Regions from separate parts of the Mus musculus genome. Here regions 1 and 3 are each linked to region 2. Evidence: chromatin contacts called from public HiChIP or PLAC-seq data. All regions are on one chromosome and are shown on one strand. Each heading gives the region's core, a stretch centred on a gene start, on an enhancer-like site or on the middle of the called end of the contact. The rest is flanking DNA. Distances are from core to core; before and after follow the strand shown.

Evidence for each region. HiChIP or PLAC-seq counts read pairs in DNA pulled down with a chosen protein or histone mark.
Region 1: an H3K4me3 HiChIP or PLAC-seq map of bone marrow-derived macrophages shows a contact between it and region 2, with 4 times the contacts expected there. The contact joins the enhancer-like site here to the promoter of Cdca7 in region 2. A contact is called at or near these places in 6 of 39 promoter capture datasets (3T3-L1-derived adipocytes, the C10 cell line, the HPC-7 cell line and 3 more), 2 of 484 Hi-C or Micro-C datasets (bone marrow-derived macrophages and ganglionic eminence), 13 of 115 datasets of contacts at active chromatin or transcription factors (the HPC-7 cell line, the NIH/3T3 cell line, the SCID.adh cell line and 9 more) and 3 of 9 other capture datasets (adipose tissue, embryonic stem cells and liver).
Region 3: a contact with region 2 is called in an H3K4me3 HiChIP or PLAC-seq map of the SCID.adh cell line, with 13 read pairs. The contact joins the enhancer-like site here to the promoter of Cdca7 in region 2. A contact is called at or near these places in 1 of 484 Hi-C or Micro-C datasets (nephron progenitors), 6 of 115 datasets of contacts at active chromatin or transcription factors (the HPC-7 cell line, the SCID.adh cell line, bone marrow-derived macrophages and 3 more) and 2 of 9 other capture datasets (adipose tissue and liver).

The regions. Positions count from the first base shown.
Region 1 is chr2:72,257,940-72,262,599 of GRCm38.p6, forward strand. No RefSeq gene overlaps it. Among named protein-coding and RNA genes, the nearest start is that of Map3k20, 25 kb to the right of the region's middle. Within about 2 kb of position 3,007, at least 33 of the 459 cell types and tissues checked have an H3K27ac peak or open chromatin away from gene starts, as enhancers often do. A contact at or near this core is called in the HPC-7 cell line and bone marrow-derived macrophages, where this site is marked.
Region 2 is chr2:72,473,758-72,478,483 of GRCm38.p6, forward strand. It overlaps Cdca7 (cell division cycle associated 7), which reads left to right and starts at 2,462. Exons shown (of 9, transcript NM_025866.3): 1 at 2,462-2,554. The coding sequence starts at 2,534.
Region 3 is chr2:72,326,919-72,331,955 of GRCm38.p6, forward strand. All of the region lies in intron 2 of Map3k20 (mitogen-activated protein kinase kinase kinase 20), which reads left to right. Among named protein-coding and RNA genes, the nearest start is that of Gm52556, 22 kb to the right of the region's middle. Within about 2 kb of position 1,658, at least 40 of the 459 cell types and tissues checked have an H3K27ac peak or open chromatin away from gene starts, as enhancers often do. A contact at or near this core is called in the HPC-7 cell line and the SCID.adh cell line, where this site is marked.

The sequences.
Region 1 (4,660 bases), core at 1,757-4,256, 220 kb before region 2:
ATTTTCTCAATTAGTGATCAAGGGGAGAGGGCCCATTGTGGGTGGTGCCATCCCCGGACTGGCACTCTCGGGTAGAGTTGAGGCTTGGCACCATGAAGAGAGCCTATGAGAGGCTATTGGTGAAGCCTAGTTGCAGTGTTTTGGAGATGCCAGTATTATGAGATGACCACCAAGAACAGCAGCAGCAGTGGAGTGCAGGCAGCTGGAGCCTAGAAGACAAGGTGTGTGCTACAAAGGTCAGAGCTGGAGAAGTGACCCAAGCCCTTGGAGGAGCCCAGAAGATCATGAGTAGATCCCAGACATTGGACAGTTAAAGTTTGATTTTGCTTTTGATTGTGACTATACCCTGATATTTTCCCTCCTGAAGGGAGAAAGTATTTTAGTGGAGCCCACAGTTAAGAGACTTTGAATTGTAGAAAGACTTTGAATTTTAAAAGAGGTTGGATATTTTAAAGAGATTGAAATTTTAATATTTGAGAATTTGCAAAGACCTTTAAAGTTACTTAGATCTTGGGGATAAATAAGAAAGTAAGGGTTGAGGCTTAATAGTGATGTTTTTGTGTGTCAAGTTGACAAGGGGTCAATTGTACTGGCTGATTTTATGTGTCAACTTGACACAAGCTGTAGTTATCACATAGAAAGGAGCTTCAGTTGAAATGCCTCCATGAGATCCAGCTGTAAGGCATTTTCTCAATTAGTGATCAAGGGTGGGAGGTCCTCTTGTGGGTGGTACCATCCCTGGGCTGGTAATCTTGCTATAAGAAAGCAAGCTGAGCAAGCCAGGGGCAGCAAGCCAGTAAGCAGCATCCCTCCATGGCCTCTACATCAGCTCCTGCTTCCTGACCTGCTTGAGTTCCAGTCCTGACTTCTTTTGGTGATGAACAGCAATGTGGAAAGTGTAAGCTGAATAAACCCTTTCCTCCCCAACTTGCTTCTAGATCATGATGTCTGTGCAGGAATAGAAACCCTGACTGAGACAGATGGGTAGGCCATGTTCTCTTCACCCCTCTCACCACCTTTTAGCCAGAAATGCTGCTGCTATGAAGAGTCACTGGATGTGGAACTGTGTGCATGGGGCACCATACTATTGAGCGTGAAGCTTTGAGGAGATACCTACAATTCTTTACCCTGTGGGCCTATTTGTTTAGTAAGTCTATTTTCCCATAGTGTGAGTGTGTTCCAGATTGTACCAGTCTTACAAGTTCACATTATTTATCCAGCAGCAGAAATACAACCATGAAGACAAGAAAACAAAGACACTATCTTCAAAGATGTTTGGAGGCCACTGCAAAGCAGAACTGGTTCTCATTAATATATTAATGGTTCTGAGAAGTCCAATTAAATTTTGCTTAACATCCCACAATTAAAATCAACCTTGCTAAATGCTAAACCAGGTAAATGGCTTTCGGTGTTTCTTTATATAATATTTCAATGCCTTTAAGAACAGTTATTTCATGCAATATTGACGTCTGCCTATAAGTACACACATACAATGCCTCGGATTTTACTACACAATGATGTTTTTAAATCACAAAATAAATTTCCCTATAATGGTGGTTGTTCAATGTTTCACTATATCATAGGCCTCAATTAGCTGCAAAGGTTTTACTGTTATAGATTTCTACATTATTTATAAAGATCATTAACAGGGTGATTTTCATTCTTCCTTGCTTTGATCTTATTCTTCTTTATTCCTACAGTCCTTATAAGCTGCTATCCTGTGCTCACCGGCGCCATTCCCCAATTCCACGGTGACTGACACACTCTAACCTCATTTTAATTTACTTTCAACATTATTAAAAATTAATACATATTCTCCCATGTGTATTACCCTGGTATCCCAAATGAGAATAACAATTAATACATAAAATAAAGATAAGAGGTTTTAATTACAACTGGCTTTTATAGAAATACATTAAATTCCTTTATTCGGGGTAGAAAGGATGAGGTCAAAAAAATTAGTACTCTGAAAAGTATACCGTAGTAGCCAGGCAACCTTTCCTGATTCAAGAGAAGCAGTTAATATTTTAAAACTTGCAAACAAGCCAAAAGAAAATGAGATACCTACGGGGTCAAAAGAAGGATAATGAGGTTTGCTGAAAGATGTGGGGGGAAAAGAAAGAAAATGTTTTTCCCAAAAGCTCCAGTAGAAAATTATACATTTAAGTGTTTAACATAACTGCTCAGCAAGGTCACTGGCATAGTGTCCAGTTGCTAGGCTTACCCAGCAGCGTTTGAACACCATGCAGGTTAAATACATTTCCCTCCTGAATTCAATGGCATTTCCTCTCAAGCTATGAATGCTGATCAATGACTACCAGTGTGAGAAAATTAAAAGAAGTGTCACTCCGGTTTAAAATTGTGCTTTCTATAATAATAAAAATTCAGCATAGAGGAAGCAGTGTGGTAAAATGAGCCCCTGCCTTGAATAGCTTTTCCTTTGTTGTCGATCTAAAATGCATTACACGTCTTGCTTCTGAGTAATTTGAATCTGTCCTACATAGCACAGGGTAGTGTTGCATGAGCGGGCCCCAGCAGCCTTTACTTACAAATTGGAGAAAACCTTTAACCCAACTACCGCTGGTCATTATTTCTATTTGCTCACTGGTTCCACTGATTCATTAGCAGGTAATGATTAGCATGTCCTAGAGGTTGGATCTTGAACACCCCTGAAGTGCTTTTACGTTGAAGGCTTGTCCCCAGACCATGGTGATATTGGGAGATAGTGGAACCTTTAATAGGTGGAACCTATGGAAGGAATTGAGGTCATAGAGAAGCCTTTAATGTGTGGGGCCTGTGGAAGGAAGTGAGGTCACTGGGAGCAAGGGTTACTAGGATTCAAGCCTCTCTTCTTTCTCTTTGCTTCCTGGCAATCCTGACACAAGGAGCTTCCTCTATCATGTGCCCCAACAGGATGTAGGGCAATGTGGTCAAAGGACTTTGAATTGGAACCACTGACCATGAGCCAAAATATAATTTTCTTCCTCAAATCTCAAGTATTTTGTGAGGTCTCTACAGAACTCAGGATTCAGTGCTGCAACAAGCCACAGGGAGTTCCTCTTCTCATAGAGCTTAGCATAGAGTGGGGCAAAACAGAAGAAGCCACTTGCATAATCAGACGGACACAAGAAAAACCCATTCAAGGGAAGTTATGATGTTAGCACGCAAAATGAGGATTTTCCTGGAGTGAGGAAAAGGTGGCCAGTGGAATTGACAGTTGAGCTGAGCTCTGAAGGAGAGGAGGAAGAGAATTTGTTATATGATGGAAATGATGTTGGTAGCAAGGGCTAGGAAGCTCAGGTGCCTACAGGGATCATGGATAAGAATACTCCATGATATCCTGGTGAGCTAAGGAAGACTGAAGAGCATGCTGGCCCTCCACACCTTCCTTTTTTACCTGAGTAGTGTGCAGACATGGAAGACTAGAGTGGAGCTTGGGATGGTGTAGTCTTAGGGGGTAGATCCCTTGTTCTGGTCTGTCACAGCACCCTGATCTATGGAGAACACTACCCACTATACCTTAGTTACATTATTGTGCAAGTTGGGAGAAAGGTCGGAGGGAGCTGAAAAAACAAACAAACAACACCCAGACCTACAGTCACATACCCTCCCTTCACCTAAGTCTTTTGTAGGACATATTTCTACTTCATTGTGATAAAATACAAGAAACTAAAACTTAACCATTTAAAACTCTTTTGTAAGGAAGCAATTCAATGCCACTCTGCCATATGGATTCGTGCCCATACAACTCTAGCCGTCTTGAGTTGCAACTGCCATGGCTGCACCAGAGTAACACTGGTTAGTTTTCTACTTAGTTTCCCAGCAGACCAGAAATAGCCAGAGTAATTGGAGTGGTATATGGGACTTTACAACTAGACACTGGAGCCAGGAATGTATGTGACTCTGAGATGAGCTTAAGAAAATCAGGTATTATACATTCTGGCTTGGGCTAAGTCATTTTTGACCTGAGCATTGCATAAGCTCTTCCCCAAGCTAAAGGGCTCTGTATCACCTTGCTGCTGCCTCTGACCAGGCTTTTCTCAGTAAGTCCTCCCAATAAATTGCATTCTGTGTAACTCTCAATCTCTTTCTTTGGTTCCGTGGTAACTCTGAGCTGGTTCTCATACGCTAAAGCCAAGTTATTCTGGATCAAATACATTTATAGTGTTGGACAGCTGTCATGACTGTCTGTCCAACACCCTTTCAGCACCCAGACTGGAGCCCTACACCCCTCAGGCAGTAAGCCCCACTTCTCTACAGCTGTCCTAACAGCCATTCTGCCTCAGTTTTTGTATGTGCCTGTCACCTGCTGCACATAAGTACTGTCATTCAGTGTTCGTCCTTCTGTCCTTCTGTGTCTGAGTTGTTTGTGTAGTTGAATGTATTTGTGGCTCATCCATGTTGTATCATGTGCCCAGATGGAAATTTCTTCCCCTTTAAGGTTGATTTTTCCCCCTTGTGAGACAGGTCTCATGTAGTTCAAGTTAACCTTGAAGCTGATGATGACCTTCAGTTTCTGATCTTCCTACCTCCACCTCTCCAGTACTGGGATTATAGCCATAAGTTACCTTACCCAGTTTATGAAGTGCTCAACATTGAATCCAGGGCCTCAGGAATGCTAGGTAAACACTCTACCAACTGAGTACATCCCCAGTCCGTT
Region 2 (4,726 bases), core at 1,212-3,711:
ACAGTGACACAGGCACTCTGCTTTCTGTTTGATTTTCCCTACACCTTCTTGTCATGATAGACTAGACTTTATGAAAGCCTGAGCCAAATAAATTTCTCCTTCATCTCCCTTACCTCCATGTTTGTGTCAGACTTTTGTGCCAATGACGGAACAGAAGCACAAGTGTGACTTCGCTGGTTTGCAATATTTCGCCCTGATATACTATACTGATAGGAATGAGCCAACTACTCCTCCTCTGGTCCAGTTAGCTCCAACTTCAAAACAAAGTCTCAATCTGAACACTCTCCGGGTACTACAATGACATCAGTATCTTAGCATTCCCAGTTTTCGCCCCCTCCTGGCTGGCTGCTCCCCCCAGACTATACCATCCATGGGGGCAAACAGGGGCACCCCAGCCTGTTAAATCCTCCACTGTCTTTCTATCAGGCCTGGAATAAATGCAGAGATCTTTTATAGCTAGGAAGCTCCAAATGTCTACTTTCTCTTCCTCTTTTCCTGACTTTCAGTAGTAGAGATGGGGACTCTTGGCTGCTTCATACTGTTCTGGAACCAGATGCCAGTCTGCCTGAAACTAGTACTTTTTTCCTGTCGCTTCCTTTCTGACCACTCAGATTTCTGGCTGTATATCACCAGCTTGTATAACTATTGTAGAAGTATGCATTGTTCCTTTCCTGTCTTCAGCTTTTCACTGTACTTTCTTCCTCTTCCTCCTCCTCTTCTTCCTCTTTCTCTTCTCCTCCTCCTTCTCCTCCTCCTCCTCCTCCTCCTCCTCCAAAGTATCATACCTGAAATTCTCTTTTGTATCTCTGCTCCTCCATCAGAGTGTACACTCTCTGGACCTTGTATCCTCAGTACTCAGAATAGCACCTGCTTACAACCTTGCACTCAGTTAGGGGCAGGACTTTGAACCGCCCTGATGGTGAAGCCCAGAGGATATACATTGTCTGCAGGACACACACAAGCACAGAAGTGAAAACTTTAAGGAAACAACATGCACACGTCCTGGGCTCACATTGGATTTCGTTGAAAAAGAAATGCAGGAGCACAGAGAGACAAGCCTGTTCCAAGAAGAGTAAAAATGCTCAGTGTAGAACATTACCCAGGCAAAGTGGCCCGGATGCCCCCTTCGTTCTGTGACCTCACATGGTCAGTTCTACTTGCACAAACCATATTCACAAGAACATTGTACTAAGGACAATTTTAGGTCTCCATCCACATACTTATTCATCCAACAAGTGTTGGTTGAACTCCTGGCTGCTACCAGGAATTTTGCCAAACAAATCAATTAGCTGCTTCTCTTGATGCCTAAGTTGGAGACTGGAGTTCTTTGTCTCTAGCACAGAGGGAGGGTGACCCCTGGGCAGCTCCTTCCAATCCATTGTCTTCCTCGGTTATTTATGTCTTTATGGTCAGTACCTAGAGAGGTGTGTGTGTGTGTGTGTGTGTGTGTGTGTGTGTGTTGCGCATGCTCTCTTCACAGAAAAGGACTGTGGCAACATCAATACTAAGAGAAAAGTTTTGAAATAAGGGGGAATGCTTACACTTCAAGAAATGTTTTAAATCTATGATTATAATTAAAGCTCTTTTAAAAAGCACCCAAGGTTTTTCGGTCGTTGCTGTTTGGGTTTTTTTTTTTCCCCCTGTGTTTTACTCTTTAAAAACAGGGGAGCCTCGTTTCATCCCTGTGCCGGTCTTAGTGAGAAGGGCTATAAGAAAGAAAGAAAGAAAGAAAGAAAGAAAGAAAGAAAGAAAGAAAGAAAGAAAGAAAGAAAGATCTTCTAACTAGCTCTGGTTGTTCCCAATTTTGCCTGGAGAAAAATGGACAATCCACAGTGTAATCGCCTGCAGCTTTTATCTCCGAAAGATAAAGCTCTAAAGACTTTTACCCTTCGGAGAGGCTTTACTCAACTGAAGGGCTATTTTTAAACCCACGCCGGAATCTTTCTTGAAGCAACAGGACTTAACTGGTCTATTGACTACATATAGATAGTGGTGTGGTTGCTAGATAAGAGGTGCTATGCTCTCAGATATTTGTGGGTGGTATCCCCGTTCTGTTCTTTAACATTTTTAAGAGATTAAACTACAGCGAAAGTGTGAACGCAGTAAGAGGCTCTACCAGCCTTACAATCTCCCGTTTTGTATGCAAATCAGACGGCCAGTCTCAGGACCTCGGCAGCCACTTTCGCGCCACTTCCCAGGACCGCGCAGCTTCATAAAAAGCCAGTGGCACTGAGTTCCCACAACGCCACTGTTTCATAGAACATTCAGCAGTTTCCGAGGACACTCAAGGTTATTACAACCACGAGAACCGCTTCTATTTTTTTCCAGAGCTGGGACGCTTCGGGTACCGCTAAAGAGGTCATCTTAGCTGGCAGGACCTGCGTCCCGGCGCGGGAAAGCCGGTGGCCCCGCCCCTCCGGCGGCGGAGTGCGCGCCCCGCCTCTGTCCCGGAGCTCGGGTTGTTCGGGCTCTGAGTGCTGGTGTGTTCCGACGAACTATCCCCGTTCCGAGTGCCTGGGTACCCGCCGCCAACATGGAGGCTCGCCGCGCGCGGGTGAGGCCCGGCCGGGTGCACCGGGGCGGGGTTGGTGGGTGCTAGACACGGGCGGGTCCGGGCCACTTCCCTCCGACTCCGCGGGTTAGCTCCGCTCACTTGTCCCACGCGCTCCTGATTGTCGCCAGGTTGAGGGAAATCACAGATCGATTTTCTTATAATCTTTGCACCCAGGATAACTCAAGGCCAAGGTGATGCGCCCGCCGGCGCGCACGGAGTTGCCAGCGTTCCCGGAACCTGCGGCACGGGCGCTCATGCTCCACGTGCGCGCGGAGGCCTGGGACTCGCCGCTGGCCATCCTGTCTGGCGGTCGTATCCCAGCCTTCCACCTTCTGGGACCTCACCCTGCACGACCCGCTGGCGGCGAGTGCGTTGTTACCTACGCGTGCACTAGTGGCCCTGGGATCGATCCTCTTTTGCTCTGCGTCCCCTTCTAACCACTCTGGATCTGCGGGTTTAGCGTAGATGGCCTTGTGAGCATTTCTTGAGAACTTGGGTTGTGCACGTGGGGGGAGGTATTGTTTTAGTCCTAGGCTGTGGTCAGATGCAATTTTGGGGCCCAGCGATGCAAGTCGTGTGCCGCGACCGTTTAGTAACCTTCCCTGCGTCCCCCAACTCCCCACCCGTCCCACCCTTTTCTTCCCGGCTTGCAGCTGCGAGCTGGAACGTAACTCTTTTTGCTCCAACGGAAGCCAGAACTTATGTCCTGCCCTGGAGTGGGTTGAAGAGTGGGGGGATGGGCGGAAAGGAAGACAGTGACGTGCTTCAAATAAATATCGGGTTCGGGGGCCCTTGTGGCGAGGTCTGAGTGGGTAGACGGAGTCGTGGTCTCATAGCGGATCTCCGCGCGTGGGGAAATGGGCTTGGAGTTTGGCTTGCCTTGGTGCATATTTGGACACCTGACTGGAGGAATCGACTTCACCTCTCCGCACTTCAGTTTTCTTACTTATTTAAGTGATGGTAACGTCGCTGCAAAGAATTAAGCGAACATCAGTACCAAATCTGCCGTCAAAGAACACTCACCGTAAACAGAATTAAGAGTTACATCTGCCAAAAAAGTTCACCCCAGGCACGACCTTTGGCTCTCCTTTTTTGTGTGTCTTTTCCATCGAAGACATACTTGCCTGGTGAATGACTGACCGTTGGCCTGTCCTGGCTTGTTAAAGATTAGCCTCTTTTCCTGATGGCTTTTGATTGACTGCCTCCCCTGAGGCTGACATGGAGTTAAATTGATTAGTAGAGTGTAGAGAATTAAAGTCATTTAAGGAGCTGTGTGCCGTTTTGGGGATTTCTTAGTTCTTTGCATTTTGTTGCACCTTATTGCCTTGGACTTCCTCTACCAGAAACCTGGGCAGACTTTTGAATCCCTTTTAACTCCTAACTCTCCACCCACCGCCTCGAACTACTGTTGTAAATACAATATTTGGTAGCTCTCTCGAATACCACACATTGCTGCCATTAGGATATCAGAAGCATACACAAATGGTTGATTGGTGTCTACTTAGGAACATGATGTGGAGGCTGGGCCACCAACATCTTGGAAATCATTTTATTGTATCCGAGAGACTGAAATGTAATGTGTTAGGTGCGGAAGGAAGTCTTTCCCAACATCTAGGCATTTTCTGTTCCCTAACACCCTTGGGCACTCTGGTGGGGCTGGCCCAACTTGGGTCAATAAGAAATGGCCAAATAGGCTGTCCTGGTTACATTTTCTAGTGGACAGTACAAGGCTGTAAGCTAAAATGAATGGAGTTTTTTCATAATTCCGACTAACTTGACCTTTATTTGCTAGAAATGCTTACTGTTGACTTCTACCACAGGTCTTAGAATTCTCAAGCCTTCTGGGGGCCATGAGAAAGCTGTATGGAGCCCATGGTCAGAGAGTTCCTATGGAATCCAGTCTTCAACCTGGCCTAGGAGTGTTAGTTGACCTCTGACTTGGCTTCTTGTACTATGTATTTTCGGGCTGATAACCCTTGATTTGTAAAGACTGCAAAACCTCCATGCCCCTCTCCTTGGAGCGAGCGGCGCCTGTTTGGGTGACTGCCATCTTAAAACACAGGACCTGCCCAATTTTTGTAGTTTAGGAAATTAGCATCACAGTGCAGAGCCCAAGGCTTACATAAAAAGACCTCATTAGCTTGATTTTTGGCTGAGGGAGAAAAATTGCTC
Region 3 (5,037 bases), core at 408-2,907, 150 kb before region 2:
ACCATTCCTATATGCGTGCAATTTTCAAAATAAAGTGTAAATGTTTCAAAGTGAATATTAATTTTTTGGCATTTCCTTATATTGTTTATTGTTTTATAAGCCAAAGGGTGGGGCAGTTTTTACTTAGCTAGAAAACTATGTGACATATTTGGAAAGCAATATTTTAGTCAAAGGTGAGTAAAATCCAGCAAATATTGTAGAACCACGGAAGGATGGCAGTTGATCAGGCAGCAGTAGTCCCTTAGGTACACGTAGTAGCCTCTGAATGGATAACAAAGCAAACCCTGGGATGGAGCCGATGTAAGACAACTGTAATGTTACACAGGGTGGGAGCTAGGGCCAGGAAGACGGCAACTGGCAATGTGCTTTCTGGGCAAGCAAGAGGACCTGGGTTTGGATTCCCACACCCTTCATATTGAATCGTAATCTGGAACTGGGAGGTGGAGCCAGGATGACCCACATGGCTTGAGGCCAGCCAGCTAATCTGAATTGCTAAGTTTGGGGTTCAGTGAGAGACCCTGTCTCGAAAATAAGCTGGAGAGTGATTGGGGAGAACAGGTACCATTGACCTCTGGTGCACACACATGTGAGCACACATGCACGTGGGCACACATGAGGTCAGCTAACTACTTTGATGTTAGTTCGTATTTTCCTAGTTCTATGGGTAGTTTGCAGCCAGTATTCGATGTCTGATGCTATGAAATATCCCTGATCTCACCCCCAAACCATCCCAGTAGAAATTCAGTGGATTCTGTATCAAAGGCTGTGGGGAGGAAACGTGATCTGCTTGGGCTGCCTGTCACCCCTTTGGTCTGCAAGGTTAATTTGGATAATTGGACTGACTAGTCAGTATCCCCTTCCCTCATTCCTCCGAGTGTCCCTCTTGTAGCTATATGCTTGGCTGAGGAGGATGGCCTTTCCTAATAAAGAGGGCTGTTTCTTGGTCAAGGATATATACGTAGTCCACTCCTGTGTTAGAACCTTCAAGCTCTCAAAGATAGTCTCTAGGGATGAAAAGAGCTCTATTTTAGGACACCTAAAGGAATGGGAGTTTATCTAGCAGTATTCCCCACCATGCATGCTTTGTCAATAATGGAGACAATTTAAAAGTTAGTATTGATCCATCTGCCATGTGAACACCAAATTTACAATAGATGGAAACCAGATCCAGCCATGCCCATCTGGACCGGACCTATGACGACTCTCAGTGTCTCAGAAAAAACTCCCCAACCCTGCACCAGGCATTTATGCCTTTAAAAGGTCAACCCACAGCAACATGTCTCCTTCTCTGCTCCTGCCCCTCATCCGGGTGAGGGTGCAGTTCAGGTGAGGACAGGACACACCCCAGACAGGTGGAGTGTGTTCTACCTGCTCCCTGACTGCCGGAAGTTGCCTTTGCAACACCTCTTTTTCATAGCTGTGTTGCTTGCTGTTTTATCCTCCTGACACCAGAGATGGCTATCTGAAAAGAGAAAACCCCAGTCCAAAAAAAAAAAAAAAAAAAAAAATCCCTTCAAGTTTGGCTTGTAGACAAGTCTGTGGGCCATATTCTTGATTAATGATTGATGTGGGAAGGGCCCAGCCCACTGTAGGGTGTCATCCCTGGGCCCATGGTCCTGGTTTAAGAAAGCTGGCTGAACAAGCCATGGAGAGCAAGCTGGTAAGCAACGTTCTTTGTGGTCTCTGTTTAAGTTCCTCCCACAAGGTGCTTGCCCCAGAGTTCCTGCCTTTGGGCTTCCCCTGATGATGGTTGTAAGCTGTAAGCCACTTAAACCCTTTCTGCCCCAACTTGCTTTTGGTCATGGTGTTTGTAAGAGCATTAGAGAGCAAGCTGAAAGAACAGCTGCCCTGCCCTCTCTTTCCCGCAGCAGAGGGACATTTTCCCAGTGTGTTTTCATCGTGTTCATCCCTCCACACAGCCCTCGTCTTGGGTACTTTTGTGTGCCTCTGACCCAACCTGACCCTTCCCGGTGAGATGCCCACTGTTGTGTTACAAGACCAGAATCCCAGGTGGTTGTCCTGTACCACTTCACCAGCCTTGTGACCCATGGCCAGTTAGTTACTTAGCCATTAAATCTCACGTTCTACAACATGGACATGTTAGTAGAATTGTATAGGCTTATTAAGGGAACTAAGCTAGTACCCAAGAGGCATTAACACAGTGCCTGCCACATAGGAATATTAAGTAATATTCATATATATGTGTATATATACATATATATATACACACATATATACATACACACACACACACACACACACATATATATATGTGTATATATATATATATATATATATATATATATATATATCCCTACAAGCTGAGGATCTAGGGACTTGTGTGTGCAAGGTTATCCCTTTATCACGCTGCCACCCTTTTTTTCCTGGCCTCTTTGTGCTTCCAAACTGCCTACAGTATTATATTTTACAGATAGTAATAAAAATATTTATTGACTTTAAAATGCGGTTTATTTATTTCCAACCTTAAATAAGTGTTTCTCTATTAAGTTGGTAATGGAGACAAACACAGTTTAGGGATGTTGTGTTTTTAGAGACTGTCTCTCTTTGTAGCCTAGGATGGCTCTCAGCCCTTACTTCTTCTGTCTCTGCCACAATAACTGTCTTAGGGAACAACCTTTTTTAATACTTTGTCTAATGCCCCCCTCCATATTTTAAAGATGAGGGATTGATTGATTTTATTTCATTCTATAAATTTATAAGGCAGTACAGTAACAAAGCACTGTTCATTTTTAGGCTCTTTTACCACTAGAAGCTGATATGGAGTGTTCTTATCTATGGGATTAAGCACAGGTATGGTCTGAAAGCTGATGAAGTGACAGGGAGAGGGGATGAGCAATGCGGGGACTGCCACTTCCAAACTGATGCGTCTGGAAGAGCTTCCCTCCTGGTACCTGCAACTGAAGGCGCAGTAAAACGAGAGGCCAGAGTTTAGCACCGAGGGCGAGTCGTTCAGGCTAGGGTGTGAGAATTTAAACCTAAGAGACAGCCGAGAACCAGCTTTGTAGACTATAGTCTTAGAGCCTACAAGGGCCTCAGAAGATCAGTTTTCTTAACTACATATCAAAATGACCTGGTGGGCTTATGAAAATATTCTACAAGGATTCTCATTAACTCAATTCAGAGTGGAGCCTCTGTGTGTGTGTGTTTGTGTGTGTGTTCATTTCCCCCACTTATGAGCAGTCATGTCTCATGCATCAGGGGAATGGACAGGCATTTAGGAGCCACTGAGACAAGAGACTCTAGGTATGACAGTGATTGCTTGCTAGGTCCTTTGGTTATCTGGACCCTTGAATTACTTCTGCTTATGGGAACTTCCTATTAAGACATCCTTTCTTCTTTTGAATTGTTCTCTTTGAATGGCCTTATATGGTTTGCCTATAGTATTTGCTTCAACTTGGTTCTGTCTATTGGTTCTAGTCTGTCTGTTACACTACATAAATTAGACCTGCTACCTCCTCCCTCTGGCAGCCCTTAAACACTGTCTCTGAAGGCAGCCATGATGCTCCCCTTTAACTTTATTATTTCGGCTGCAGAGACCTCTGCATCCTTATTGTACTAACCCCAGGTTAATTCAGAAGGCAACCACTAAGTGATGAATATATTCTAGACGTGTGCGGAAGTTGGAAGACTCACAGGAACCAAACAGCTGGCAAGATAAATTCTTAAGTGTTCTTAAAACAGGCGAGGCTCTAAAATGTCAGCTATAGACTTAGAGGCCTGCTTTGAAATCCCCAGATCGTCCACTTGACTAGGTAAGTCTGTAGGCATGTTGTCTGACAGCCTTGCCTTGGATTTCTTATTCTGAAGGTACAAGCCATCTCAGTACAATGTTTAGTTCATAGTAAGTGCTCAGTATATTTTATCATTACTTTTAAATGCTGAACTTTATGACCGTGATGGGAGCAAAAAAGTTTGGATTACTATTTGAAAGGTAAAATTTATCTGGTCCTAAAATTCAAATACAGAAATAAAGTTTTTAATAAACAAATTAGTTGATTTGCAAGTAAATTTTCCAGTGCATAAAGAACACTTACTTTTTATATAATTAAGTAATCTTGCTCAGTGTCCTGTTGCATGCCTCTGCTGATAAGTTAGTTCATGTCTGCTTCTCTCTGCTGCTATGGCAAGAGGACCAGTGGCTGCGTTACCAGATTCACTATGAACCCGGAAAAAAATGTCAGCAGGTCTGAGCAAGAGCTCAGGCAGTGGAGACAGGAACAAACAAGAACAATGGAAAGACGAAACAGCTCGTGTAGAATCTGGAAAAGTAAGTGTAGGTAGAGTAATGAGGAAGATGTGGCTGGGCGGGACGGTTCACTGTTGGCTTACAACGTTAAAACGTGAGGTGTTTGCCAGAGAGCTTCCTGTGGTTTTAGAACTGCAGTAGACATTTGAACAGGGCCAGGACAACTGCCCCTCTTCTCTGTTCCAGATCTATATCTGTTTGCACTTGTCAGCTGAGGTAGCTGGCTCACGTGAACTCATGTAACGGATCTAATTCCGGGCCAGTAAAACCCTTGAGTTTATGGTGAAGTGCGGTAAACATGGTGGCAGTCTTGTTACTCTAGCTGACTTCGTCACATTCACTCACTAGCTTCTGTGCACATTGAATTCCTATGAACGGAAACTTTAATTAAAATCTCAAGGATTGCAGCAGATAGATGGCTGTTAAATTTGCTTTGCATTCTGTAGGAATGTCACCGCTGGAGCGCATGGTCAACAGTGAGTTTTCTGACAGAAGCAATTGTGATAACTGACCACCGTGCTTTAGAAAGTTGTACTGGAAACATTAGAAACATCAGTGCAAAACTGGCGGTAACAAGATCAGTGTAAGAGCTGCGTTGAGTGAGCCCGTGTTGCACATACAGAGAGAAAGGATACCCTAGGAGTAAGGAAAAGAACAAAGTGCCCTATTTGGTGATGGTAACATGTGACTTTATCTATCTGTCTGTGTATCTGTCTATCTGCCTGTCTATATATCTGTCTATCTCTCTCCTTATTCAGTGTTATAATGGC